Regions from separate parts of the Sus scrofa genome. Here region 2 is linked to region 1. A link is a contact called in public promoter capture Hi-C data. All regions are on one chromosome and are shown on one strand. The core of a region is the stretch at or near the end of the contact, and the rest is flanking DNA. Distances in the headings are between cores, read along the strand shown.

What was found. Promoter capture Hi-C pulls out the DNA fragments that hold promoters and counts their contacts.
Region 2: a contact with region 1 is called in a promoter capture Hi-C map of liver, with 8 times the contacts expected there. The contact joins the enhancer-like site here to the promoter of SPG7 in region 1. A contact is called at or near these places in 2 of 5 promoter capture datasets (fetal liver and liver), 5 of 47 Hi-C or Micro-C datasets (epiblast stem cells, fetal heart ventricle, fetal skeletal muscle and 1 more) and 2 of 2 datasets of contacts at active chromatin or transcription factors (alveolar macrophages and skeletal muscle).

The regions. Positions count from the first base shown.
Region 1 is chr6:436,475-442,222 of Sscrofa11.1, reverse strand. It overlaps SPG7 (paraplegin), which reads left to right and starts at 3,017. Exons shown (of 17, transcript XR_002345286.1): 1 at 3,017-3,214; 2 at 5,678-5,748. It overlaps LOC102168077 (a long non-coding RNA gene), which reads right to left and starts at 2,926. Exons shown (of 2, transcript XR_002345290.1): 1 at 2,003-2,926; 2 at 1-1,874.
Region 2 is chr6:587,855-593,602 of Sscrofa11.1, reverse strand. It overlaps ANKRD11 (ankyrin repeat domain-containing protein 11), which reads right to left. Exons shown (of 14, transcript XM_021097042.1): 4 at 4,580-4,715. The coding sequence starts at 4,606. Among named protein-coding and RNA genes, the nearest start is that of CDH15, 62 kb to the left of the region's middle. Within about 2 kb of position 2,427, at least 1 of the 83 cell types and tissues checked has an H3K27ac peak or open chromatin away from gene starts, as enhancers often do. A contact at or near this core is called in liver, where this site is marked.

The DNA of each region.
Region 1 (5,748 bases), core at 1,768-4,267:
GCCGGATCCTTAACCAGCAAGAGCAAGAGGGAACTACAATAGCTCTTAAAACCAAATATGACCCCAAAGATCACTTCTGTCCCCATACTGCTAAAGCACTGTTCCTATTTTCACAGACAGGGCGATGGGTGTACGTCCCCTGAGCAGCCTGACTGAGGCCCTGCATGCAGCCCCTCGGCGGGGAGAGGAGCCAGGACTCCTCCACACCAAGGATCAAGCGTGGAGCTGGAGGGACCGCAAGAGCATGGGGGGCCCCCGATCCTCTTCCCTCCCTGCGGCCCCTCCACTTCCTGAGGCCAGGCTTTGCACCGTGGTATCAGGAAGCCAGGCAGAGGCCTAGGTCAGGCCTGGAGGCGAGGCAGTTCATGTGAGCATGCCTGGTGGACTTGGAGGAAGCTGAGCCAGAGGCCCCGGGTAGAGCTCAGAGGGCTGAGAAGCCCAAGCAAGTAAACACAAGTCACGAGGTACAGAAAAGTAAGGCAGGAGTTCCCGTCGTGGCGCAGCCAAAATGAACCCCACTAGTATCACTGAGGATGTGGGTTCGATCCTGGGCCTCGCTCAGCGGATTAAGGATCTGGCATTGCCATGAGCTGTGCTGTAGGTCGCAAATGCGGCTCAGATCTGGCGCTGCTGTTGCTGCGGTGTAGGCTGGCAGCTGCAGCTCAGATTTGATCCCTAGCCTGGGAACCTCCATATGCCATGGGTGTGGCCCTAAAAAGAAAAAGTAAAGGGAGCAGGTGACAGGAGTGCAGACGCCACTCTCCCAGGCCCTTCTCTTCCAGGTCCAGGCCACAGGGCGCCTGAATCCTCTAGCCAAACCCCCCATCCCGAGGCCCCTGCAGACGTGGACTGAAGCAGAGTAGGTTTCAGAGTCAAGGCCAACCACTCGCTTGAGGCGGGGGACACAGCCAGCCCTCAAAGCAGTTAAGTAAATGCTCTTGGATAAATGAATGGATGTTTCCCAGAACCTCGCTTCCCACAGCGTCCTGGATGTGGACAAGCTGCTTTCACGTACATGCTTTTTTTGTCTGTGCCTGTGGCATGCAGAAGTTCCTGGGCCAGGGATCGAACAAGGGCCACAGCAGTGAAAATGCTGGATCCTTAGTCACCAGGCTACTCACGAAGTCCTGCTTTCACATGCTTTTATTGCATTTTACCTTTATGACAGCTCCGTGGGACACACTCTCAGCCTCCTTTTGACGATAATTTTATCCCTGTTTTGCTGATGAGAAAAGTGAAGTTTGGAGAAGGTAATCCCTTGCTCAAGGTCACAGACTTGGAAGGACATAAGCCAGCACTCTTTCTCCAAAGCCCGGCTCCTGCCATCTTCCTGCACAGCTTCCAACTAACTCTTGCAAAGAGGTTAGCTTCCAACACTTTTAAACAACGTTAATAGGGTTGCATCTTGTGTTCTCCCCAAACACGGAAGGCTCTGAGTCACAGATCTGCTGTGCTGCCTGGAGAGAATGGGTGAGTGTGGGGCTTGGTTACTTCCTGTCTGGAGGAGTTGCACAAGCTTTGATAGGGTGCGAGCGTGCAAGAAACCACTGTCGGAAGCCTGGTCATAGTCACGGGACTGGTCTGCGGAGGGCAGAACGTGGGTGGGACAATTTACCCAGGGAAGAAAAACGCTGAAGGAGGAAACTGGGCTGTGAAGAGAGAACGTGAGAAAGGAAGGGGGGCCCCTGTGCAGGTCGGGGGCAGCCACTCCCCACAACCAGCCAGGCCTGCAGCCAAGGGCCAATGCTCGGGACACTTCACTTAAAAAGTCCCCAAACCTTTCTAGCTTCACGACTGTGGGGGAAGGATGGCTGACGTGTGTCATACCTGTCACTCCTGTCACACCTGAATCCATAGGTCGGAGAGCACAGGCCCTGCAAACAGTCAAACGAGCTCTGAAATTCTGCTCATGACTCCTTAGCTGTAACCTCGGGAGCTTACTTTAAATTGCTCTAAATCTGTTTCCCTCTCTGTAAAACAGACATAAAAGGAGTCTGCACACCTGTGAAGAGTAAATGAATGTTTGACATGGCGCCAGGCACTAGGTAGCAGTTAGGAGAACTGGCTCTCCTTGAGCGACCAGGAATCTGGGGAATACAGAAAAACAGAGAAACAAGCTGAAGTGACCCTGTAACACAACCAGCAGTCTCAGAGCTAAGCATTCAAGCACCAGACCTCAGGTGGGCCGCGAAAGAGGGACCATAGGGTACGGAATCCCAAGGGCAGGATGCCTCAGACCCCTGCCCTTTCCCCAGGGACGAGAGTGGCCTACTTCTCTTGGGCTGTGATCCTGGACACAAGAGATGGGCACGACTTCCAGAGTGAGTCCGCCTGCCTCCAGGAGAAGGTTGTAACCTCTCCGAAATTAAGCATCTTGAAGGACAAGAATGCCAGCCGTCTGCTACCCTCTTCTGAAGACCCTGCTCTTACCCGAGGCCCCTTCCTCGTCCTCTAGCGCGCAGGACCTTCCAGGCACCGCCCAGGGGCCAGAGGCTGCACCAGCAAAGCCCTCCCCTGGGCAGCACCCTCCCCGCGCCAAGACCTGACTGGGTCTGCGGATCGGAGTCGGGGTCAGAGTCCTGGTCCCGGGGGGGGAGTCGGAGTTAGGGTCGGGGATCCAGGCGGGAGTTGGGGTCGAAGTCCTGGTCTGAGTCGGGGATCCGAGCAGGAGTCGCGGTCAGGGTCGCATCTGCGCACGCTCCACGCCCTTCGGGCTCTCTCGCGCCCTCCGCGGCCTTAGGAGCCGCTGCGCCAAGTCCTCCTGGGAAAAGCGGCCCGGCGCAGAGTCCTGAAGCCCTCCCTCCCGCGTCCGCCCGGCTGCAGGTCTACTCGCAGCGCTCTGCACAGTGTGGCGCCTCAAACCACCTGCGAACCTCTGCGGGATCAGAGACGCAGCCGGCCTGACTGCGCAGGCAGCCCGGACCGCGCAGGCGCCCCGAGGAGGCCGGGACCGCGCAGGCGCCCCGGGAGGCCGGGACCGCGCAGGCGCCCCGGGAGGCCCGGACCGCGTAGGTACCGCTTCCGGGTCAACATGGCGGCGCCGTGGCTGCTGCTACGCGCTCTCCGCCCGGGGCCAGGGCCCGGGCGGGGGCGACTGCGGGGCTGCTGCTCAGGCAGGAGCCCGGGCTGCTCCGCCGGGGTCGGGTGGAGGTGGCTGTACGTGGTCCACAGGCCTCCAGTGGGTTGTGTCGGGCCTGGAAGCCGAGTCCTGCAGGTGAGGTGCGGCCCCTGGCGTGGTGCTGCGGGCGGTGCCGCTCCAGCTGGCTGCCCCCGGGGGAGGGGCGTGGGCGAGGCCGCACGGCCCCGCCTTGGCGTTTTTCTAGCCCTGGTTTTGTGTGTTGCTATCTTCTGCTGCTTTTCATAGCGCTTTGGAATTGAGTCGAGTAAGACTTCCATCACTTTTTAGCAGAGCACAGTTTTGCACTTGGCTCGCATAGATCAGATGTCACCAGGTTGAATTCCAGCGCCTTCCAGATGCTCTTAAGTGGGCTTTCTGAAAGTTTTGTTTGTGAGAAAAACACCTGTAACTGTTTTACTTTTGTGCTGTAGCTTGACTTGTGAACACAAACTCATTGACTGTGTAAAGATTGTTCCAGGTCCTGTGAGGTCAACATTTCACCCTGAAACAAAGACCTTAAGTCCTGGTGCTTTTTAGCCCTCTTTTAGGTTATGTTGTTCCATTTTACCATAGTTTTAGGACCAATTTCATATTTTAATTCTATTCTAGATACCTGGCCACCCTGCCAAGGCAACTATAGATATATTGCACTTTTTGTTTTTGTTTTTTTATTTTTTTGCCTTTTCTAGGACCGCTCCTGCAGCATATGGAGGTTCCCAGGCTAGGGGTTGAATCGGAGCTATAGCCACTGGTCTACGCCACAGCCACAGCAACGCGGGATCCAAGCCACGTCTGCAACCTACACCACAGCTCATGGCAACGCCGAATCGTTAACCCACTGAGCGAGGCCAGGGATCGAACCCACCACCTCATGGTTCCTAGTCGGATTCGTTAACCACTGAGCCACAATGGGAACTCCGGTTTTTTAATTCTGTTGAGGAAAATCATATCATCTGTTGTCAGACTCTGATCATTCTATGAAGATAAAGGCCGAAGTAGGCAGTTCTCATGTACTTGTGACATAGAGCAGATTACCTCACTAAGGGCTGTAAGAGTAATCAAAGTATGTGAGGTTTAAGCAAATGGTATTTAGGGCTGACTGTGTTCTTTGTCTTGGGGAGTTTTTTTTTTTTTTGGCTCTACCCACAGCATTTGCAAATTGTCAGGCCTTGAATGGGACCGGCGCTGCTGCAGTAACTGGAACCACTGCACTTATAACACTGGATTCTTAACCTGCTGAGTCACTAGGGAATTCTAGGGCTGATTTTGAAGAGTGACCCCCCCCCTTTGTTACTATTTACCACACTAATGTTATTCATTTACTTGGCCGAGTTTCCCTTATATGCCTTCTTGTCATCACTGAACCAAGAAGAGACTTTTTTTTTTTTTTTTTTGCTTTTTAGGGCCACACTCATGGTATATGGAGGTTCCCAGGCAAAGGGTCAAACTGGAGCTGCTGCCGGCCTACACCATAGCCACAGCGACGAAGAATCCGAGCCATGTCTGCGACCTGTACACCACAGCTCACGGCAACACCAGATCCTTAACCCGCTGAGTGAGCCAAGGGATGAACCTGTATCCTCATGGATCTTAGGTTTGTTAACCACTGAGCCACGAAGGGAACGCCCAAGAGGAAAACTTTTAATTAAAATCAACAATAATAGTGAAAAGTAGGAATTTTCAACCTGTTGCTAGAAGGAAATCACACGTAACATCTTCTTTCTTAAGGAGCAGCCCTTGCCAAAGAGCGCTCAGAAAGGTGTTACTTTTCTCTGTAATAGCAGCAAACTGGGGGTGAGCTAAGGAAAACAATTTAAAAAGAATAAAAATAGATGCAGAAATTGCTAACACATGGAGTTCCTGTCCTGGCTTAGTAACCAGCCCGACTAGTATCCATGAGGACTTGGGTTCGATCCCTGGCCTTGCTCAGTGCGTTAAGGATCAAGCGTTGCCGTGAGCTGCAGCGTATGTGGCAGACACGGCTCAGATCCCTTGTTGCTGTGGCTGTGGTGTAGACCGGCAGCTGCAGCTCCAGTTTGATCCCTAGCCTGGGAACCTCCACATGCTGCAGGTGCGGCCCTAAAAAAGAAAAAAGAAAGAAAGGGGGAGGAGGAAGGGAGGAAGGAGAAAAAAAGAAAAGAAATTGGCAATGCAGAGATAGAAAAAACTAAACTGACCATCACGGCAAAAGCATTCAGGTGGGAAAGCGGCACCTGGGTCCTGGAAATGTGCTCCAAGGAGTGTTTGTCTGGAGCGGAGAGTCCAGGCCTTCGCTGCTGTTTCCTGCGGAAGAGCTGGGCGCCGTGTTCAGCACCTTGCTTTAAGCATTTCTTTGACATACTCACTCTTGACATTTTTATTTATTTTTTGGTGATGTTGTGTTAAAACTTTGAAGCAACGCTCAGAGTATTACTTCGTATTTCAGGCCGTGGTGTAAATGTTACAAATATATAACTCCCCGCTTTTAGGAAAGACTTGGCACCCCGGAGTTCGTCCGAGTGGCCTGGGCGCGCTGCGGTACTGCTGGATTGATTCTCAGCATCGTTCTTTTTTCTTCAGAGTTTCCAGTTGCGACTCCTAACCCCCACCTTTGGCGGGATCAGCATGTTGTTGGTGAAACAGCATCTAGT
Region 2 (5,748 bases), core at 1,178-3,677, 150 kb before region 1:
GCCCACACGGGTCAGGGAGCAGCTGCCCTCCGCTCTTCCAGACTTAAAACGGGCAGAGCCCCAATGGGATCCCATCTCCTGAGATGCACTTTCTCGACAGATGTAGCTGCCCACGGGGCCCTGTGGACGCCCCATGGTCTTCTGCTAGGGGTCTCCTTCTTCCTCTTTTTTTTTTTTTTTTTTTTTTTTTTTTTGCTTTTTAGGGCTGCACCTGCGGCATATTGAAGTTCCCAGGCTAGGGGTTGAATCAGAGCTGTAGCTGCCAGGCTACACCACAGCCACAGCAATGCCAGATCCGAGCTGTGTCTGTGACGTACACCACAGCTCACGGCAACGCCGGATCCTTAACCCACGGAGCGAGGCCAGGGATCGAACCTCTGTTCTCATGGATTCTAGTCGGGTTCATTACCGCTAAGCCACAACAGGAACTCTAGGGTTTTGTTTCTAATATCCAACGGCAAGCGAAGTAGAATTTCCCCAAATCCCAGAGGGCATGAGCCAAGCTACAGACGAGAAAGCTGGCGGGTCTGCACGGGCGCCAAAGAGCAGGCTGGGCGGCAGCAGGGCCGGGGTCTGTGGCGGGGGAGGTGAGGGCTGGGGGTACCGCACCTTCTGGCTCCTGGTGAGGGCGGCCGTGCCCTCTTCCCAGGCTGACAGCAGGCGGTCCCCAGCACCCCCCGCAGAGCATGGCCACGTGGCAGGGCCGCATCTCCACGCACACTGCCGGTCGCGGCACTGGGCCTCCAGGAGCTGAAGCCACGTTTTTATCGCCTCTTGCTGGGACGCCCACCCCGCCTCCCCAGGTGTCCCCGGGGTTCCCACGAGGCCCTTTCAGGCCCACCTGGAGGCTTCCTGCTGGGACGCGGCCTCTCCTGGGGGGTGGGCTGCAGAGGGCGGCCCTCGGGGCTCTGTTACAGGACACCCCCGCCCCCCCTACAGCTCAGACTCGCAGGGAAGAAAAGACGTGTCTGAGTTACAGCGAATTCTGGCCGCAGAGACGGGGACTCCCCGGAGGAAGCGTCTGCAGGCAACGCACCAGCAGCGTCCAGTCTGCGGGGTCAGGGCGCTTCCACTTGCAGGATGTGCTCTGCAGACACAGCCCACCCAGCCCCCTCCTGCAGCTTCAGCGGGACTCACATGCTGCCCTCTTCCCCCACCGTGACTCCAGCTACGCCCTGAAGCCTGGGCCCCACCGCCTCCACAAGCAGGGCAGCCTGTCTCCTTCGAGCAGCCCAGGCTGGGGCCCCTCCCGTGTCCTGTCTCTTTCCCTCTGGGCCTTGGTCAAGGCGACGTCTTTAGCTGTAACTTCAATCCACTCGGGCCTGCCTGTCGGGCCTCCTAAGCTCGGAGTCCGTGCCAGTGCTAACTCCCCTCTCCCTGTGTTCTGGCCTTAAAACCCTGCCCAGCCAGCTGTCTGCACCCTGTCTTGTTCTGGTTCCCCCCGCTTCTCCCTGCTGCTCCGTCTCCGTAGCTGATCCTTCCACCAGGAAGGCCTGAGGTGTGGGCAGGCGTGGCTCTCACGGGGCCCTTGCTAGGCCCTCGCCCGCCCACAGCCCCCCAAGCCCTGTGCTGGCAGGTAGTGGGGAGACACACGCCCACCGTGTTCTTCCTAGGCCTCTCCAGCCAAGGGCGGTCTTGGGAGACATCGCGGCCTGTGGTACCCACGGGGCTGGGGCGGGGGGTGGGGGGCATCGACGTGCAAGCTCGCCCCAGGCCAGGTGGACTGATAGCAGCGGGTGGGACCTGGGCCTGTGGCTGTCCCGCCAGCACCTGTCTCATGGCCTCAGGAGCAGACCTTCCTCGCTGAGCAGGCCTATCTCCATGCTCAGTCAGAAAGACAGACTATGGCCCAGGAAGCTCAGCTCATGGACAGACGCCCTCCCCGGCACCACACTCGCCTCTGCTGGGGGCACGGGGCTGGCACGGGGCTCTCCCTCCAGGTTCCTGCTGTCTCTCGCCTTTAAAGGAAGCACCCATGCTGCAGGAGAGAGGGGTCTGTGTGGCCTCTGAGAGGGAAAGGCCAACCCCAGGTGCTCTGGCTGCAATGGGCAGCTCCATCTGGGTGAGGGCACAGCAGTGCCCGGCCCACAGGGGCCCGCAATCAAGAGGCCAGTTTCTAGGAGGTAAAGGGGGCATGAAGGGCCAGACAGCGACCCCCTCCTCCACTGCAGCAACCGCACCAGTTCAAACTCCCACTGGCGCACGGCGGTGCCCTCTGCCCAGCTGACAGGCCCCAACCCTCACGGAGTCGGCAACAGGGGCCAGCGACCCACGCCAGCCCTTCTGGCTCTGGGGTCCTGAGAGCTCCAGGTCACCGCGTGGGCGGCCGTGCCCTGCTGGCCAGTGACCCGGAGTGCAGGTGGAACCCGCCGCAGGCACGCGCAGGCAGCCTGCACTCGGCGGGACACGTGCTCGGAGCTGCGAGGGACCTGGCGCCTCCCTGCACACCCAGGGCAGCCCCGGAGCAAAAGTCACAGCGCAGGGAAGACCGTCCCCGTGACCTCAGTCCCCAAACCGCGACCCAGCCACTCGCACGACTGCACCGTGGAGTCCACACAAAGTCAAACGGGAGCGCCTCAATCTGCCCTCATCCCGGACACGTGGGGGGGGGGGAGGAGACAGGCCCTGCCCTGGAGGGTCCCGGAGGCTCCAGGAAGGTGACAGGGCTGGGGTCAGACCCAGGAGGAAGCCCGCACGGCTGGTTATTATCCACACCATCCTGGACAAGACAATAGGTGTGTGCGGATTTTGAGGCTGGGTGGGGACATTCAAATGCAAAAGGCAGAACAGCAAGGGGCACCCAAGCGGTGCTGCGCCCCTCCCGCCCAACGGGCTGCTCAGGCCAGAGCTCCTGGTAACCCCGGGCTGCGCGCTCTTGGCAGGCCGCCCCCAGCCCTGACTAAGCACTGTGGAGACCCGCCTCCCAGGGCCAGGAAGCCCAGGATGGTCTTAGGCAGGCGGGACTGGGGACGGGGGCGTCCTTTGAAGGAGGCCCATCAGCTGGTGGGGGTGGGGGGGCCCTACACGGAGAGACGTCCTCTTGGCGCTCTGAGCCCCTCACCCAAGTGCCAGGCTGCATCTTCCCAGCAGAGGGCGCTGGAGGGACGGCAGGAGCGGGGCTGCTGGGGCAGAAACCCTTTGCATAATAGCTCCCACGACGGGCCTGACCCCAGCTATCTGCTCAGCATGACGTGCAGTCAGAGTCAGAGGTCCCCCGCAAAGGGACAGCGGACACTCCCACCTATCAGAGAGGCCACAGGTACCAGAGGCCACGCAGCAGGGAGCCCAGCCAGTGGAGTCAGCCCCACAGGCCATGCTGCAGCGCTGCTACTGGAAAAACCACTCGACTGGACTTGCGGTTCAGCCTGTGTTGCTCAGGGGTCAGGGGTGCCCTAACCTGCCCCCCGGGGGGCCAAAAAACCAATGAGGGGCAAACGTCCTAGTTCACGCACAGAATCGAGCCCCTGCCTGGAACCCAACCTTGCAAACGTTCCTCACTGTGTGCACGCCCCTCCTCCCACCAGGGGGGTGCCCGGGAAACCCCTGGGCACTGAGACGCTTCGAGTCCACAAGGCTTTGCAGACACCCCAGCAGCTGGGACAGGGCAGCAGCCCGGGAACGGCCCAGAGGTGACAGGACCTCAGCCCCCAGCCAGCTTGGGAACCAACAGCAGCAGCACACCCTCCACGACAGAGCTGGCACAGATGCTCTGGCCCTAAGGCCTAACACACAGGGGCCCGGGTGCACGCAGCTCACCCTCTGCTCCTCGCCTCGGCCTGGCCCTTCCCTTCCTTGCACCCAGGCCAGCACGACCAGACCCGGCTCCCTGGCCTCTAGTTAACCCAGGTCCAGGCTCCGCAGCTCCATGAATGGAGGCCGTGGCACAGACATGCCCGCCAGGCTGTTTCCTCTGCCACGTCTCCCAATTTTCTTGAGTTTGCCTCGTTTCTGTCCCTGACACTTTGCTGCAACCTGCCACAGTCCCTCTGGTGCAGGATGCCCCACCAGATCCAGGGCCTCAGCCCAGGGCTGCAGCAGGCACAGGGCCTGCGGTCAGATGAGCAGCAAGCAGCCGGCCCAGGATCGAGAGGAAGAGAGCGAGGGGCTGGGTTCTTGCCTGGACCCGGCACGCGCCCCACGAGCAGCTCGAGATGGAAACTGGAAAGCACGCCTCACGTGCTGCTAACCAGGCTGCGCCCACGCGCCCACCGCCTTTGTAGGAAGCCCGCACCAGCCCTGCTTATACGTCCCCTTGGCTTGCATTTCAAACAACGGGGTTCAATTTTTGTGCTTTTGCAGCCCTGAAGGAAAATGTTTACCCTCCAATGTGAAGCCCTCGGGGGATTAAACAGCACAGGTGCCTGGAAGCCTCGAGGGCGAGAAGGCGGCCCTCACCCACCCGTCACGTCACACGGGGAGGCCCCTGGGCAGGCGCGGGCTGGGGGCGCTGCTGCTTTGCACGCTGGCGGGAGTTCTCTGCATGGAAGTCACCCTAGCATCAGGAAGGGGCTTACTCCAGCACCCCCAGGTCTGCTGCAGGACTGGGGCGTCTGCCCTGGGGCACGTCCCCGAGCAGTACCTGTGTCCGAGTCCTTCTGCTCTCCATGGGCCCCCACGGTGAAGGGCAGCTTCCGCTTGGTGGCTCGCTCTCTCACGTCCTTTCCATCGCTGCGGTCCAGCTTCGGGGTCTTGGGTAGGGAAATTTTCTCTTTATCCTGGAAAAGAAAGTGGCACTTGCAGCCCCAGCCCCCAATCACCCCCTCCAAGCGCTCACGTCTCCCGGGACTTCCCTCCGCGGCAGGAAAGCCCATCTCTTACGTGGGCAGCTAACAGCCCCTGCCTGCCAGGCTCCGGTGTGCCTACAGGACCCCATCCTCCCTGAAAGCCAGGGCGCCACGCTCACCAGCCAGGCAGGGGGACAGAGCTGCTGCTGAGCCCTGACCCCGGTCTAGTGTGGCCCCATTTCTCACCCCAACTCTGAAGGAGTCTGGAGAAGCTGCCCCTAAGGAATCTTCCCGTGAGTATGAAGGAACAGAGACAAACAGCAGCTGATTCGGTAAAAAGAGAAAAGGCGCCTCCATGGCTGACAGACCCCGCCCTCCACCACCAGTCTCCCTGCAGAATCCCGAGCCGGCCTCCCGCCGTCCTGCAGTGCGTCTGCCCCACTGCCCTGCGGTGCCCCCTCCTCCTCCCGCGTCATCCCCACACGCCCCCGGGCCTGAGCCCCGCGCCGCAGGCCTGTGACACTGCAGGGCTATCTTCAGGACATGTGCAGCAACAGCGGCCCAGCAGAGCCCGTGCAGGCAGGCGCCCCAAGCGGCGGCCAGCGAAGAGGGGCAGGCAAGGACCGAGAAGCCCGGAGGTCCAGCAGCACACGGGCCTCGGTGTCACCATCTGCAGAGTGGGAGACGGAGCCCAGTCCAAGGCAGGGGGAGGGCCCGGCGTGCAGAGCTGCCAGGCCAGAGCGGGGGGCAGGCTGCTTGGTGGAGTCTTCAAACGCCAACCGAGATCCCAGCTCATCTGCCCCCTGGGCACAGGGCCAACGCGGAAGAAGGGCTGCTACAAACACACGTCGCCCTTCCCCACCAGCAAGCTTTCCTTCCAGAATTCTTCCCAGGGAGATGGCTGGCAGCTAGACTGTCTTGAGCACTGGGCCTCAGGGGCCCCATGAAGTCCTGTCTCCAGGACCCCGACAGCCCTCCAGCTTGATGGCACGTGGCGTCACGCGGCGGTGGTTACCGAGGGGCA